4 separate regions of the Sus scrofa genome follow, and regions 2, 3 and 4 are each linked to region 1. A link is a contact called in public Hi-C, HiChIP or PLAC-seq and promoter capture Hi-C data. All regions are on one chromosome and are shown on one strand. Each heading gives the region's core, a stretch centred on a gene start, on an enhancer-like site or on the middle of the called end of the contact. The rest is flanking DNA. Distances are from core to core; before and after follow the strand shown. Region 1 holds the start of THOP1 (thimet oligopeptidase 1). Region 2 holds the start of NCLN (nicalin). Region 3 holds the start of AES (amino-terminal enhancer of split). Region 4 holds the start of TIMM13 (mitochondrial import inner membrane translocase subunit Tim13).

What was found. Promoter capture Hi-C pulls out the DNA fragments that hold promoters and counts their contacts. A called contact is a pair of places that touch in the nucleus more often than the background predicts. HiChIP or PLAC-seq counts read pairs in DNA pulled down with a chosen protein or histone mark.
Region 2: a contact with region 1 is called in an H3K27ac HiChIP or PLAC-seq map of alveolar macrophages. The contact joins the promoter of NCLN here to the promoter of THOP1 in region 1. A contact is called at or near these places in 1 of 5 promoter capture datasets (liver) and 1 of 2 datasets of contacts at active chromatin or transcription factors (alveolar macrophages).
Region 3: a contact with region 1 is called in a Hi-C map of retroperitoneal adipose tissue, with 1.8 times the contacts expected there. The contact joins the promoter of AES here to the promoter of THOP1 in region 1. A contact is called at or near these places in 1 of 5 promoter capture datasets (liver) and 1 of 47 Hi-C or Micro-C datasets (retroperitoneal adipose tissue).
Region 4: a promoter capture Hi-C map of liver shows a contact between it and region 1, with 3 times the contacts expected there. The contact joins the promoter of TIMM13 here to the promoter of THOP1 in region 1. A contact is called at or near these places in 2 of 5 promoter capture datasets (fetal skeletal muscle and liver) and 1 of 2 datasets of contacts at active chromatin or transcription factors (skeletal muscle).

The regions. Positions count from the first base shown.
Region 1 is chr2:75,875,578-75,879,066 of Sscrofa11.1, forward strand. It overlaps THOP1 (thimet oligopeptidase 1), which reads right to left and starts at 1,853. Exons shown (of 13, transcript NM_214223.2): 1 at 1,725-1,853. The coding sequence starts at 1,740.
Region 2 is chr2:75,388,909-75,392,397 of Sscrofa11.1, forward strand. It overlaps NCLN (nicalin), which reads right to left and starts at 1,693. Exons shown (of 14, transcript XM_021084134.1): 1 at 1,325-1,693. The coding sequence starts at 1,508.
Region 3 is chr2:75,490,322-75,493,810 of Sscrofa11.1, forward strand. It overlaps AES (amino-terminal enhancer of split), which reads left to right and starts at 1,887. Exons shown (of 7, transcript XM_021084158.1): 1 at 1,887-2,087; 2 at 3,222-3,319. The coding sequence starts at 2,061.
Region 4 is chr2:76,145,205-76,148,693 of Sscrofa11.1, forward strand. TIMM13 (mitochondrial import inner membrane translocase subunit Tim13) reads left to right here and starts at 1,742. Exons shown (of 3, transcript XM_003353990.4): 1 at 1,742-1,928; 2 at 2,015-2,083; 3 at 2,254-2,959. The coding sequence starts at 1,809. The coding sequence ends at 2,352. It overlaps LMNB2 (lamin-B2), which reads left to right. Exons shown (of 12, transcript XM_003353991.4): 12 at 1-1,360.

The DNA.
Region 1 (3,489 bases), core at 603-3,102:
GGGCCAGAGATCAGATCTGAGCCACAGCTATGATCTATACCGCAGTTGCTGCAACACTGAAGTTTTTTTTGTTTTGTTTTGTTTTGTCTTTTTGCCTTTTCTTGAGCCGCTCCTGCGGCATATGGAGGTTCCCAGGCCAGGGGTCCAATCGGAGCTGTAGCCACCGCTCTATGCCAGAGCCACAGCAACACAGGATCAGAGCTGCATCTACGACCCACACCACAGCTCACAGCAACACCAGATCCTTAACCCACTGAGCAAGGCCAGGGATTGAACCCACAACCTCATGGCTCCTAGTCAGGTACTGTTAACCACTGCACCATGACGGGAACTCCAACACTGGGTTCTTTAACCCACTGTGCCACCAGGGAACAAACCTGCATCCTGACACTGCAGAGATGCCACCAATCCTGTTGTACCACAGCAGATCATTCTCTGTTGGGGACCATTCTGGGCATGGTGGGGTATTGAACAGCATCCCCGGTCCCACCCACTGGAGGCCAGCCACCTCCGCCCCCAGATCACAATGATCAGAGATGTCACCGGATGTGGCCCAGTGTCCCGAGGGGACACAATCACCCCAGCTGAGGAACACTGATACATACCAAGTGGGGATAAAAAAGGCTCTTAAGCTGAGAGAGATTAGATTTTTTTAGCCAAATGACTGCTGCAAATTTAAGGGAAAATCTTTGCAGACTATTTTGGATTTTAGAACTGCAAAAAAGGAACTGTGGGTCTGCATTAAATTTGGTAGTAAAGAAGGGCTCCAGAAGCTCCAAAGAGGTGGGAAATATAGTGGAATTCTCAGGAAAATCTTCTGAAGGAGCTAGGATTTGAAACTTTGAGCACATTCATTTTACAAATATTTACTGATTATCACCAGTGTGCCAAGTCTCTGAGCTAACAATTCTGCAGCAAAAAAGGCAGACAACACTCCTGCCTTCCTGAGACCTGAAAAACCCTAATTATGATTATTATCTTTAATACAATTATTACCATCATCCCAATGGGCTGCAGAAAGACCTGAAGGAAGAGAGGTGGGCAAACCAAGTTCCATGAGGCACCACGCAACATCCTGGGCCATTTTCTAAAACAGAGTATACAGATTGCAAAGCTCCCATAAATGAAAACCATTCCCGGCAGTCCCCTTCTGTTCAACATAAGAGACCCCCAGCTGTGTTCTAGCCAAGATGACCTGTTGCTTTCCAAACGCGTTGCCCCTGTGCTTGCCTCCCCATCCTTGCCCTCGAGGTTCCCACCAACTGGGACGCTTCTCCCGCAGGACAACTGCTTCTCTCCACTGGGTCCAAGCTGAATCAAATGCCACTTCCTGCGAGAAGCCCTCCAGGACTGCCCTCCCTTAAAGATGTATGACCAGCCCCAGCACCAACCACCATCTAAAGTCCTTGCTTGATTTTGCTTCTTGAATGCTGGTCTCCGGCTTTGGAACTGTGTCTAGAACTCCCTCAAGTCCATCCCAGAGCCCGACCCGTCCCCAGCAGAAGAAACATGGAGTTTGCCGAATGAGTGAAGGCGCGCTGGAACACGGATTCATTCTGGGGCTCGCCGACCCCCTCCTCCGTTCGGGCCCGGATCACTTGAGGGTCACTGGGCTCCGCTCGTAGGCCCCAGTGGCGACCCCGGGGAGGAGGCAGGAGTGCGCACGAGTGCGCACCGGGCGCCCGGATCTGGTGAGCGGGGCCGCACCAAGGGGAAGCAGGTACCTGCTGGGGGCTTCATGGTGGGCGAATGTTCAGTGACGGCCCCTCCCTCCACCTGGTCCGCGTCGGAGCAGCGGTCAGCAGCCTCGGTCCTCTCTGCTGCCGCAGCTGTCCCGACTGAGGCGCCCGCCGCCCGCGCGCCCACCGGATGCTGGGAGAGCGTGTGTGCTGGATAGTAGGGCGCAAGCGCGCGCCCTAGCCCCACCTACATCGCGAGGCGGAGCGCAGGGGCGCAGACTTCCTCTGCGCGGTCGCTTGAACCACCCCCGTCCATCATTGGCTCTTAGTGGTGAGAGGGCGGAGCCTTCGGGAAGGCTAGCGGGGGAGGTGTTTCCAGGGGAACCCACCCCGCAGGCGCCTCGAATCTTTTCTGCGGCTCTTTGTGCCAGTCGTTCGTTTGGGCTTCTAGCTCCTGTATTAATTTGTCATTACCTCCTCCCAACCTTAATTGTGTATTTGGCTAGTTTTGCAAGTTTTTACCTTCACCTAAGGCGCTCCGTTAGTGGTCGCTTACGAAACCTCAGGCACTTATTCCATTACCAACATCCTGCTCATCTTCTAGCATCTAATGGTTAAAGGTCCTCCACATATACCAGCTGAATCCAGTTAGACAACCAAATTAAGAAGACATTTATTTAAAAAGCAGAAATGTAAGCAAGCATCATTGAGAAAGCTTCAGTAAACCGATGCAGAACTTCAAACAACAGGTGTGTTGGAACTGTGCCTTACCTGCATGTAGTATTGTCAGTTAAAAAAAAAAAACAAAAAACACCTTGAACCGTCTAAGGCACACAGAAAGAAAAACCTAAGAAAATTAAAACTGGTCCCTAAACCTACGTCTTTTATTTCTGCAAAATAAATGAAAATAACCCAGGGTGTTGAGTAAACCCAGGGTGTTGAGTACATGCATTTTAAGTTGAATAAAAATGAATTAGGAAAAAAAAAAATGAATTGGGAGAACACTCTGGCAACTTGAATGCTAATGGTGGTCATTTAATAGGGAATGTCTCATTACTGACCTTCGATTTCTTTCTCTCTTGAGCACATCCAGCGTAATCCTACGTTAGTCTTCATTTTTGCTGTTCCCTGTACCTGGAGTGTTTTCCCAGTTCTCCAAATCTACATGTGAAACAGAGGTCTTCCCTAACCAACCCAACAAATTTACCGCCCCAATCACAATCAGAACACCCCATTTTTTTCTACACAGTGCTTGCCATTAAGTAGAACTTGTTCATTTACGTATTAGTTTACCAGTTTATTGTCTGTGTACCCCAATACAAGGTAATGAAAGCAAAAGTTTTGCTGGTCTTTATAGTTTGTGTGTAATAAATACTTGTTTACTATTATGCACCTACTGTAAACAAATATCTTAGTATTCATTCTTATGGATTGAATGAATGAAATAACGAACTCGCGGATGTTTGGGTGGGTGAATATATGAATAAATACAGTGAGAGGGTAACAGTCGCCCCCACTCAAAGACCGCCTGTGATCCTCTGGGCGCCAGATACCCAAAAGCAGCAGGTGCACCACGTGGCGGACACGGTGCCACGTGACGGGCTCGGCCGACCCACAAGAGTCCACCACTGTCCCACCATGCACCGCTCCATTTCGGCCTAGAGGACAAGTTGATCCGGATTTCCGGCCTCCGTTCGGTCGCAGAGGTCAGTTGCCCTAACGACGAGCTCGTTCCCGCCTCTACATTACGTCACTTCCTCCTACTCCCGCCTTGATAATTGGTGCGCCTGCGCAGAATGAAATCCAGCGG
Region 2 (3,489 bases), core at 443-2,942, 490 kb before region 1:
GGGTGGAGCACCCTTCCTGGCCCCATCCACTCAATGCCAGAGGCCCCCCTCCATGACAACAACAGTCATCACTCAGTGACCCGTAGGTTGACAATCATTGCACTAAACAGAAATGACATAACTCTGGGACAGGGAAGGATCTGAGAGAAAGTCCCAAGAAACCGGGGCCCCTCAAGGGCCCGGCAGTGGCAGGGGGTCCAGGCTGGGCCTAAGGTCCCAATTGCAGGGGCAAGTCCAATAGAACCAGGGCTCAGAGATGAACCAGGACCAGGAGGAATGGGGAGGGGGTTTCCTCATAGGGAGGGCAGGCGTTAACTTGTGGGGACCTAAGACACCAGGCCGGAAGGTTCTGGAACACCAGATACAGCAAAGCTGGGAAAAGAGAGGGGAATTTAAAATGAGCTGGGCAACGAGGTCTGAGAGATGAGGGAACAGGGCTGGGGAGTAGGATCTAGGCCTCTGCGTCTGAAATCCTGGGAAGGAGCGGGAGTGTCCCAGGAAGCCGACAGATGGGTATGCACCAAAGGAGAGAACAAAATATGGGGTCTAGGAGATTTCAGGAGCCCAAACACAAGGGACTGAAAGGGGGTGGGGGCGGAGGGATTAGCTAAGCCCTTCTGAGGAACCTGACACATAAGCTGCGACCAGGAAGCAGAGCCTAGGAGAGAGAGACCTGGACACCGGGCCACGCTGAGGTTGGCGATCAGAGCTCTTGAGCCCTAAGGGGGGCAGAATGTGGGCACTGGACAAAGAGCACCAGGGTGCTCTGGGCTATGGATGGTTGGGAAGCTCAGCCTGGCAGAACCGAGCTGAGAGGCTCCAGTCCAAGTCAAGTAGGTCAAAGGTTGGAGCTCTGGTCCACGTGGGAATCAGAGAGAGAGGGGACCCAGGAGTCCAAACGCAGGAGGAGCCTGGCCTGAGAGTAAGAGCTCTGACTTCTGGAGCATATAGCCCTTGTCGGGGCCGGGGAGCTGGGAGTGCCAGTGCAGCAGGTTCCTGGGGCATTAGGCAGAGAGAGCTGGGGGCCTAGCGTGGATCTAGGTGTTCAGGCTCTGACTTGCCAGGGGTCTTGGGTAAGAGTCTAGAGACCAAGTGAGGTCTGCGCTTGGACTCCTGCTAGACAGGTGGGAGAGACGGGTCCTAGGGCCCGAAGAGCAGAGACCAAACCAAGGGAGAGAGGTATCCCGGCTGGAGTAGGCCAGGGCCCCAGTAAAGGGGGAGTCTGAGTGGGAAAGCAGGTTGGGGTAGGCAAAGCCGGGGTAGGCCAGGGGCCCAGGAGGAGAGCCGGACTCCGTGGGGAGATGAGGGGCCCGGGTCCACGTACCATAGGGCTGTCCCTGCAGGTCGTACTGCTGCATGCGGTACACGGTAAACTCGTGCGCCGCGTCGGCGGCTGGCAGCGGCGGCGCCACGAGCAGCAGCACGGCGGGCAGGAAAACGATGAAGCCAAGTGGCAGGCACGACGCCTTCAGCATGTTCTCCAGCACCTCGCCCGCTTCCTCCAACATCCTGGCCGGCGGCGGGGCCGCGCGGGGCGGCGGCGGGGACGGGACGGCGACAGCGGCGACTCCCGCGGACTCACCTCGGCATGGGTAGGCGCCGGGGTCCTGCGGGCGCCGTGCCGGGCAGCCTGCATCCGCTTCGGGGTCCTGAGGGCACCGCTGAGGGCTACATGCCCGCCGCCCTGCCGACTGGAAGTTGTAGTTCTCCAGGCGCGCGCGGAGGCATCTGGGAATCGTAGGCCCATTCCGTTACTTCCAGATGGCGAAGGGTGAAGGGGACCGTTTGGCTAAAGTTTCACATAAACTCCAAGCCAGAAGCTACAGAGACTTTAAAAATGCTATTAGCAGTGGAACTTACTGAAATTCTGCTTTACTTTGGGAAAAGAGGAGGGAAGGGGGTGTGTTGCAGGATGTGACCTCGCGACCCGGAAGTAAGTTTGGAAGCAATTGGGGACGGGGGGCGGGGGGGAGTGGAACGTGATACTCTAGGTCTCCTGGGAATTGTAGTCTAATTGAGCAAGCGCAAGGGGTCATGGGAGCTGGAGTCTTTTAGACAGAAGTTGGAGAAAAATCACTTAAAATTCCCAAAGAATATAGATGTTAAACTACATAAGGACAAAGAATTTTGTCTGCTTTGTGCACTGATTTATACCTCATAACGTAACACAGGGTCTAGCACACAGTGGATGGTTTATATAATTTTTGGATAAATGAATGAAATAGAATAAAGAAATCCTGATAGAAGGTTCCTAAGGGATGTCGCAATGGATTGTGGGACTTGTAGTCAGGAGCCAGGCGTTGTGCCAAGATTGGAGAGATAATTATTTTGTGCTTATGCTTATTTATATTGGGGACATTCTCATATTAAAAAAAAAAAAAAGTTTAGTGTTAGAAATTCAAATTTCACTGGGTGTCTCAGATTTGTATTTTCTTATCTGGGCACCCTAAGAATCCAATTGTCTCAGGGTCCCTGGAGGCGTTGAAGAGCATTAGTAATTCACACCCTCTTGTACAGATGGGAAGACCGAGGCCACAGGGTGCAGAGCACACTGGCCCTAGCCCCCAGACTCTGATACTGTTGCCAAAGGAATTGGGCCCTCCCTCCTACCCAAGGGAGAAGTGGCAGTTATGCTGATTAATAGCATGGGTTCAAGTCCCAGCTCATCCACTTCCCAGGCTGTGTGACCTTGGGCATGTTGCTTCACCTCTCTGACCCTCTTTTTCCTCAGCTGCCAAATATGATCATCAAACACTCTTCTTGGGCTCCCCAGGGGTGTGTAAAGATTCAATAAGATAATCCACGTGAACCGACTTGGAAAAAGCAAGGCAGACGTGAAATGCTCAATAAGTGTTGGTATTAGGAGAAAGCACCAAGCTTGTGCAGCCTCAGAGCTGCTGCATCTGCTATCCCTGCGAAACACTCACGCCCCTCCCCCACCCCACCTTTCTGCATGGCTAGCTCCTTACTGAAATGATGGGCATCTCTTAGTTTGAGGCTTGTCAACCCTACCAAACTGTGACCGTTATGTGGGCAGGCACCAGGTTATTTTTCGCTGGAACTCCAGTGTCCAGAACAGAGCCTGACACACAGTGGTTGCGTGAGTGAATGAAAGAGTCATGAACACCCCAACACACCAGCCCAGCCCTCCCAGCTATGTCCCCTGCTTCTGGCCATCCCGAGGCCTCTCCAGGGAGGTCCTAGGCACCAGGAGTAATGAGCGGCCCGGTAGGGCTGGGAAAGGGATGAGAACTCATTCTGGCCCACATAATCCTCAGCAGCAAATGTTTATTACCTGCTTCTCCATCCAACCCTATTCTTCCACTCCAGGCTATGAACAGGCAAGACATGCACATGCGTCTCTCACACACACGCACACACACACTCACCCAGAATTAGAGAAAGAAAACAGCCTGAACTTGGCTCAGATAGCAGGAATTCGACTCGAGAGCTGTTCATGCTGCCTCCTCTCCTGACCCTTGGTTTTTT
Region 3 (3,489 bases), core at 637-3,136, 390 kb before region 1:
TTCGTAGCAGACCCCTTTGGATGCTATCTCATTTAACATGATGGTGTTTTCCTCATTGTGAATTTTTGGACATGAATTTTTATTGTTAAAAATATTGTGTTGGAGTTCCCATTGTGGCACAGCGGAAACAAGTCTGACTAGTATCCACAAGGATTTGGGTTCAACCCCTGGCACTGCTCAGTGGGACAGAGATCTGGCATTGCCATGAGTTGTAGTATAGGTAGCAGATGCAGCTCAGATCCTGTGTTGCTGTGTCTGTGGTGTAGGCCAGCAGCTGCAGCTTCGATTCGACCCCTAACCTGTGAACCTCCATATGCCGTGGGTGCAACCCTAAAAAGAAAAAATATATATACATATGTATAGTGTTAAAGTATTGTTTTATCTTGATGGGTTTTGGGGGTGGGAGGGGCTTAAATTTTGCTTATTCATCTCAACCTTGTCCTGGACCCTCATCTTCCTGGGAAAGGTGACCACGGTCCTAAGTCTCCATTTTACAAATGGGAAAACCCAAGGCTGGAAGAATTTAAATTCATCCAGGAGGCAAAGGTGCATAGTGGATGATGATGATGGTGACAATTAAGAGCCTATGTATTTAGCACTTCCTGGAACTTAATGTGCCTTATTTCTGGTTTCTTGGAGGCCTGCTCTCCACAGGAAAGGGAGAGAGATCCTATCAAAGTCCCCATCAGCCCTGTTTCTCCTCTGCCCACCATCTCACAGGGCTCCCATCTCACTCCGAGCAAGCCCAAATCCTCCCTGAGCCCACAAGGCCCTGCACCATCTGTCCCGCCTCATCACCAGCTACAGAATTTGCAGGCCCCAATGCAAAACAAGACCATTCAAAAATTATTAGGAATTTCCAGACCAACACAGCAGATCATCCACCCAAGCAGAGGCCCTTCTGGAAGCCAGGCCTCTGTGCAAATTCCAGAAGCTGCTAGCCCTGCCCCTCTGCTCCCTTTTCCTCTCAAGCACCCCACCCCCACCTGTGCTAGGCACAGTGCTGCCTCAGTACCTTTGCACTGGCTGTTTCTGCCTCCTAAAATAAGCGACCAACCCCATAGCCTACTGGCTCCCTCTCTCGTCTTCAGATCCGCTTAGCGGCCAAAGAGGTCCATCTGAGTTCCCTCTGTTTAAAATCACATCTTCCCGGCCCTCCCTCCTGCTTTCTTTTCTCTATAGCTGTTACCACCATCTGACCTGCCAGGGACCTGGCTCTTTGGCTGGTCTCTCTGTCTTCTGTCTTCTCCACCAGGGTAGGGACTCTGTACCCCCTCCCACCCCCACCTGGCACACAGTAGGCGCTCCATTAATGTGAGTCAAGGTATGGCTCCCAGGAGGTCGGCGGTATCATCCCCGCCTTTCTACGGAGGAGGAAACCGAGGCTCAGAGAAAAGCCAGTGAGCCAAGGTTACAGAGCATGTCCCTGGCACGCGTCCGGGTCGCGCCATGACAGCGCCGGCGGTTTCGATGGGGGCAGCCGGGCCCCAAGCTTTGACCGATGGGGAAACCGAGGCCCTGGCGGTTGCCGAGGCCACCCGGCCGGGAGGGGCCGCGGCGGGGCGGGGGCGCGCGGGCCCAAGGTCACCGCGCCGGCCGGCCCGGGGGAGGCGGATGGGTGGGGATCCGCGGGCCTCCCCGGGCGCGCGCCCCCCCCTCGGCGGCGCGCACGGGGCCCGGGAAGCAGCAGCGGCGGCGGCGGCGGCGGCGGCGACAGCAGCAGGTGGAGCCGGAGCCTCCGCGCAGCCGAGGCCGCGGCCACTGCCGGCGTCGCCGCCATTAGACAATAGGAGCGGCGGCCGGGCGTGCGGGGAGGCGGGCGGCGGGGAGGGGCGGGGAGGGGCGCCGGGCGCGCAGGAAGCGGGGCCCGGGGCGCGCCGGGGCCGGGCGCGCGGGGAGGGGGCGCAGGAAGCGGGCGAGGCCGGGCGCGGGAGGCGGCGGCGGCGGCCCCGGGAGCTGCCGATCGGCTCCGGGACAAAGGCGCGGCCGCCCGGCGCCCCGAGCAGCCCGAGTCGGGGCGCACAGCCGGGGCGCAGCCTGCGCCCCCCGCCGCGACTGACATGATGTTTCCACAAAGCAGGCATTCGGTAAGCGGGGCCCGTCGGCCCGGCGGCCCCCCCCCCCCCCGTCCGGGCCCGGCACCCCCGGTTCCCAGCCCAGCCACCCCCCCCAGCTCCGGGCCCTGCGTCCCCCTACGTCCTGGCCCGGTATCCCCAGTTCCCAGCCGGGGCTATTCCCTCCCCCAGGTTCGGGCCCTGCGTCCCTCCAGGTCGGGGCCCCGTACCCTCCCATATCCGAACCCAGCGCCCCCTCTAGGTCCAAGCCCTGCGACCCCCTTCCAGGTCCCTGCCAGGCCAACCCCCCGCCTCCAGCTCGGCACCTCCCCCCAACTCCTGGGCCCAGTCCCCTCCAGCTCTGGGCCCAGAGCTGCTCCCCCCCCGCAACCGCCGCCAGCTCCGGGTCCCCCTCCCAGCTTCCGGGCCCAGAGCCCCCCCAGGTCCCCTTTTGCCCCCAGCTCAGAGCACGCCCCAGACCCTGGACCCTGCGCACCCCCACCCCAAGCCAGGCTGGGCCTCGCTGGCCTTGGCCTGGGGCCTGGGGCGCCCCGGGAGCCCCACTAGGCACCTCTAACGCTGGGGCTGCTTTTGGGGCCTGGGAGTGGGGGAGAGTCAAGGCGCACCCCTCCCGGAAGAGCGCGCGGCCTGGAGGAAGGGTGCTAGGAATCTGGGGTGGGCCCCCGCACCCCCGGAAGATTTTGGGCGCTGAGAGCCCCCTCTCCCAAGGGGACTTTGCCAGGAAGCCTGCCCCCGCCTCCCAGCTTTGGGGAGGGGGATTCACTAGGACGCGTTCTCCCCCCTCCCTGAGGCAGTTGGGACGCTCAGACGTGCAACCCCTCCCGGCGCTGTGGAGGCGCGGTAGAGGGCGCACCCTACCCCCCACCAAGGGCGGCCCTTCAAATGCACCCCCACAGCCTGGGGGTGGAGGGGGACGAGCGGCTCCGGGAGCACCCACCCTCCTTAGCTTCTCGGGGAGAGGCGGGGGCAGGAAGCGAGGGCGGGGGCCGAGCCAGGGGCTGTAAACACAGCCAGGGAAGTGGGGCAGGGTGTGGGGGGACGCTGCAGCTGCGCAGGCCGCAGCCTGGTGGAGGGGGGGCGCCCTCAGGGAGGAAGGTGGGTGGCGGCCCCCTCCTGGTCCTGACCCGGGCCGCCCCCTCCCCACAGGGCTCGTCGCACCTACCCCAGCAACTCAAATTCACCACCTCGGACTCCTGCGACCGCATCAAAGATGAGTTTCAGCTCCTGCAGGCTCAGTACCACAGGTGAGCTGAGGGCTGGTGGTCCCTGCCCTGGGTGAAGGTGGAGCCCCCTGCTCAGAAGGCAAGACTGAGGCCTGGAGCTGAAGTTGTGGTCCCTGCTATACACACAGAATGGGGGGAAAAAATCGGTATTGAGTGTCTCATGTGGCAGACCAGGTCTCCAACACTTACGG
Region 4 (3,489 bases), core at 492-2,991, 270 kb after region 1:
TCCACAATCTCCCCGCAGCCCCTGGCTTTAAGTCCACAGCCACTGAGCTCCTGGACAGGGACACCCCTGTGGAAGGAGACGCATCTCACCAGAGCCTCGCCTCTCGGGGAAGGTGCAGGCCCCTGGTGAGCATTTCCTGCCCTGGCAACGCACCATCCCCACCCAGTGTGTGACCTTCCCCAAGAGTGAGAGGCTTCCAGGCCTCTGAGGCCGTGGGCTGTTCCCCACCCCTCCCCATAGCAGGAAGTGAGGGCTAGTGAGGGTCTGGAGGGCGTGATGAGGTGCTGGGAGGGTGGGTGGAGGTGACCCCTAATCATGTGGAAACTGCACTGGGCTCAGCCACATCCTTCAAGGTATTTTGGAAATTTGGGGGTCAAAGCTATGTCCTGGCTTTTGGGTCTGAATTGCTGACACAATTTGGCAGGCAGGGCTTCTGGCCCAGAAGGAAGGGAGAGGGCCCTACCCTCACTGCCGGCCCAGAAAAACCAGCCCCAGGGTTGCACTGGGGCCTGCAAGAGCCCCCAGGCTCCCTGGCTGGGATTGTTCCTCGCAGGTGATTTGCCTCAAAGCCACCTTTTGGTCATATCCCTGCCCCACAGTTGCCTGGATGAGGTCTTGAGTGGACCCTAGAGGTGGCCCAGGCAGGCACTGAGGTGCCTTTGGTGGGTATGCTGGGCTGGTGGCCAGTTATGGCTGGAGTTGGATAACAGTTGTGGATATTCAAGTATTTGGAAACAAGAGTCCAATGTTAAAATGGCAGCCATAGCCTAGGAAACAATTTGCACTTGCCCTTTAACATGCTTAACTTTCAGCCATTTAAATGATGCCGAAGTGATTCTTTTTTCTAAGCCCTTGTCATGTGACTGCAAGTAACTGTAGCACCAATTTAGAGAAAACTCATTCTCGGCCCAGCCCAGGGAAGGAGTGGCCTACAAGGATGAGGTCGGCAAGGCAATCCCTGGGAGACACTGCTGCCTTTCCCCCGGGGCCTGGGTGCTCACCTAAGACTTGGGCGTTCAGCTGTTTTCCTAACAGCAAGGCTTCTGACTTGGGGTTTTTACTCACACGGTCTTCCCAGCAGTTCTATTTATATCAGCATATCCGAGTTGGGACTGACATTCCTCAAGGACATTAAAGCTACTGGAAAGGTCTTAATTCCAACCCGTAAGGGATCATCTGTACAACATGCTGGTGGACTCGGCTTCAAGAACCCGGCTGTCTGGACACATTTCAGACATCTGTGGGTGATTTTTAAGATGCATGCCAAACGTGTGTTTTGCTTTCTCCAATGATTTGTAATATACCTTTTATGACTGGAAACTTTTATACAACACTCCAATAAACATTTTGGTTTTAAAAATCTCCCTCTGAGTTCACTCCGACGCCAGCCAGCTGGAGCGGGAGCTCTCATCCTCTAATGTTCCTAGTTTGACCCGCTATCCTAGTTTTTGGCATTCCTCACCCACGGGTTTCACCAACGCCCCTTTGGCCACGTGACACGCCCATGTCCCTCCCCGGGCTCAAGGTCTAGTGTAGAAGTGCCCGCCGCCTCGTGCGCACGCGCGGCGAGACCCGCGGGGGGCGGGGCCTGAGCGCGGAACCCTGGGCCTCCATCCGTCTCGGGGAAATCGGCGGCGGCCTGCTCCTGTTGCGCATGCGCGGGACTCCCCCCGCGCGGTAAGGGTATCCCGCCCGCCCATGCTCCCTCGTGCCCGGACTCCATTTCCCGTGGGTCCACGGGGCGGCCCACTTCCGGCGCGGGTTGGGGAGGGCGCACGCGGCCGCACTCCAGTTGACTTTGCGGAGATATGGAAGGCGGCTTTGGCTCGGATTTCGGGAGCTCCGGCAGCGGGAAGCTGGACCCGGGGCTTATCATGGAGCAGGTGAAAGTGCAGATCGCCGTGGCCAACGCGCAGGAGCTGCTGCAGGTTCGGGGCCGGGCCGGGGGCGGGGCTGAGGGTGGTCGGGGCCCCTGGGAGAGGAGTCGCAACTGAGCGCTCGTGTGTCCCCACAGAGGATGACGGACAAGTGCTTCCGGAAGTGCATCGGGAAGCCGGGGGGCTCCTTGGACAATTCGGAGCAGGTAAAACCCAGGGAGCCAGACTGGTCGTGGGCCCCGACCGACAGGGAGGTCTCTGCGCCTGCGCGGACTAACGGGGCGGTGCGGTGGGCACGTGCGCAGTCCGCTGCTGGGAGTGTTGGGGGTCCCAGCCAGCGGTCCAGACCTGAGCCCCGCGCCCTCCCCGTCCCTAGAAGTGCATCGCCATGTGCATGGACCGCTACATGGACGCCTGGAACACCGTGTCCCGTGCCTACAACTCTCGGCTGCAGCGAGAACGAGCCAACATGTGATCGCGACGCGCCAGCAGCCCACTTCCCACCCCACCCCACTCCCAGTTCCATCTCCATAAATGCTGTTTGTGAGGCGGGGGCCAACGTGTGCGTGCTGCCTGCCAGAAGTTTATGAGGACCAGACTGGTGCTGGGACAGTTGGTATTCTGTTTCTCCGTGCCCCGTTCGCGCACACGTGCCGGCGAGTGTAACTTGCGTCTGGGGGGCCCCTGGCCCGGGTGGTGCCTTCCCTAGTGCCCCTGTTACCGAATTGTGTCATATGGACCCTGTTGGGGGCCGGCTTAGGCTCTATGTCTCCTAGGGGGTGTTCTTTTTCTGTTCCGTGGAGCCTGAAGCTGAGATGGACACAGCACAAGCTTTATTCAGCAGTTAAAGTATGGAGACGCGTGAACAAACGAACTCACAGATCAGCTTCTTAGCTGGCGAGAGGGGCTTAATTTTAACAAGGAGGCCTGTGTGTATGTCTACGCGGGAAGGGGCTGAGCTTTTTCCGAGGGAGTGGGGTGCCACCTCTTTTTTATCTTTTTTGGTCTTTAATGTCTGGTCGAGGCTGCGGATGCGTGTGTTATTTAATAAGCTAATGTAGTAAAATCCACACATAATGAGACAGCGTTTGTTGGAAGTCAGATTTGCCACCATTTTCCTCCCAGCAGGGTTTCGTGGTTTTGTTTTTGTGTGTATGTGTCTTCGTGTTCTATGCATTAGGATTAACTGAAAGTTAATCTTTAAAGATTTCTGTTCACTCCTACTAAAAGGTGGGGTGGTGGTTGGCAGGTTTTGAGCAGGGACCTCCTTCCTGCAAAAGGTCAGGGTGGATAGGTTGTGAGGAAAGGGCTGGAGCAGCTCTGGTGACAAACTACTCCCTTCCTTATTATTGCTCATTCCTTTTTTTTTTTTCTTCTTCTTTTTTTTTTTTTTTTTTAATGGCTGCAGGTGAGGCCTATGGAAGTTCCTGGGCCAGGGATTGAATTCAAACCAAAGGACTTCCCTTGTGGCTCACAACATAACTACATGGTGTTGTTTCTACAGTGGCTGTGGTTCTGTCCCTGGCTCGGCAATTTCCATATGCTGCAGGAGTGGCCAGTTGTTATAAAAAAAACAAAAAGAAGAAGAAGAAGAATGAATCTGAGCCAAAGC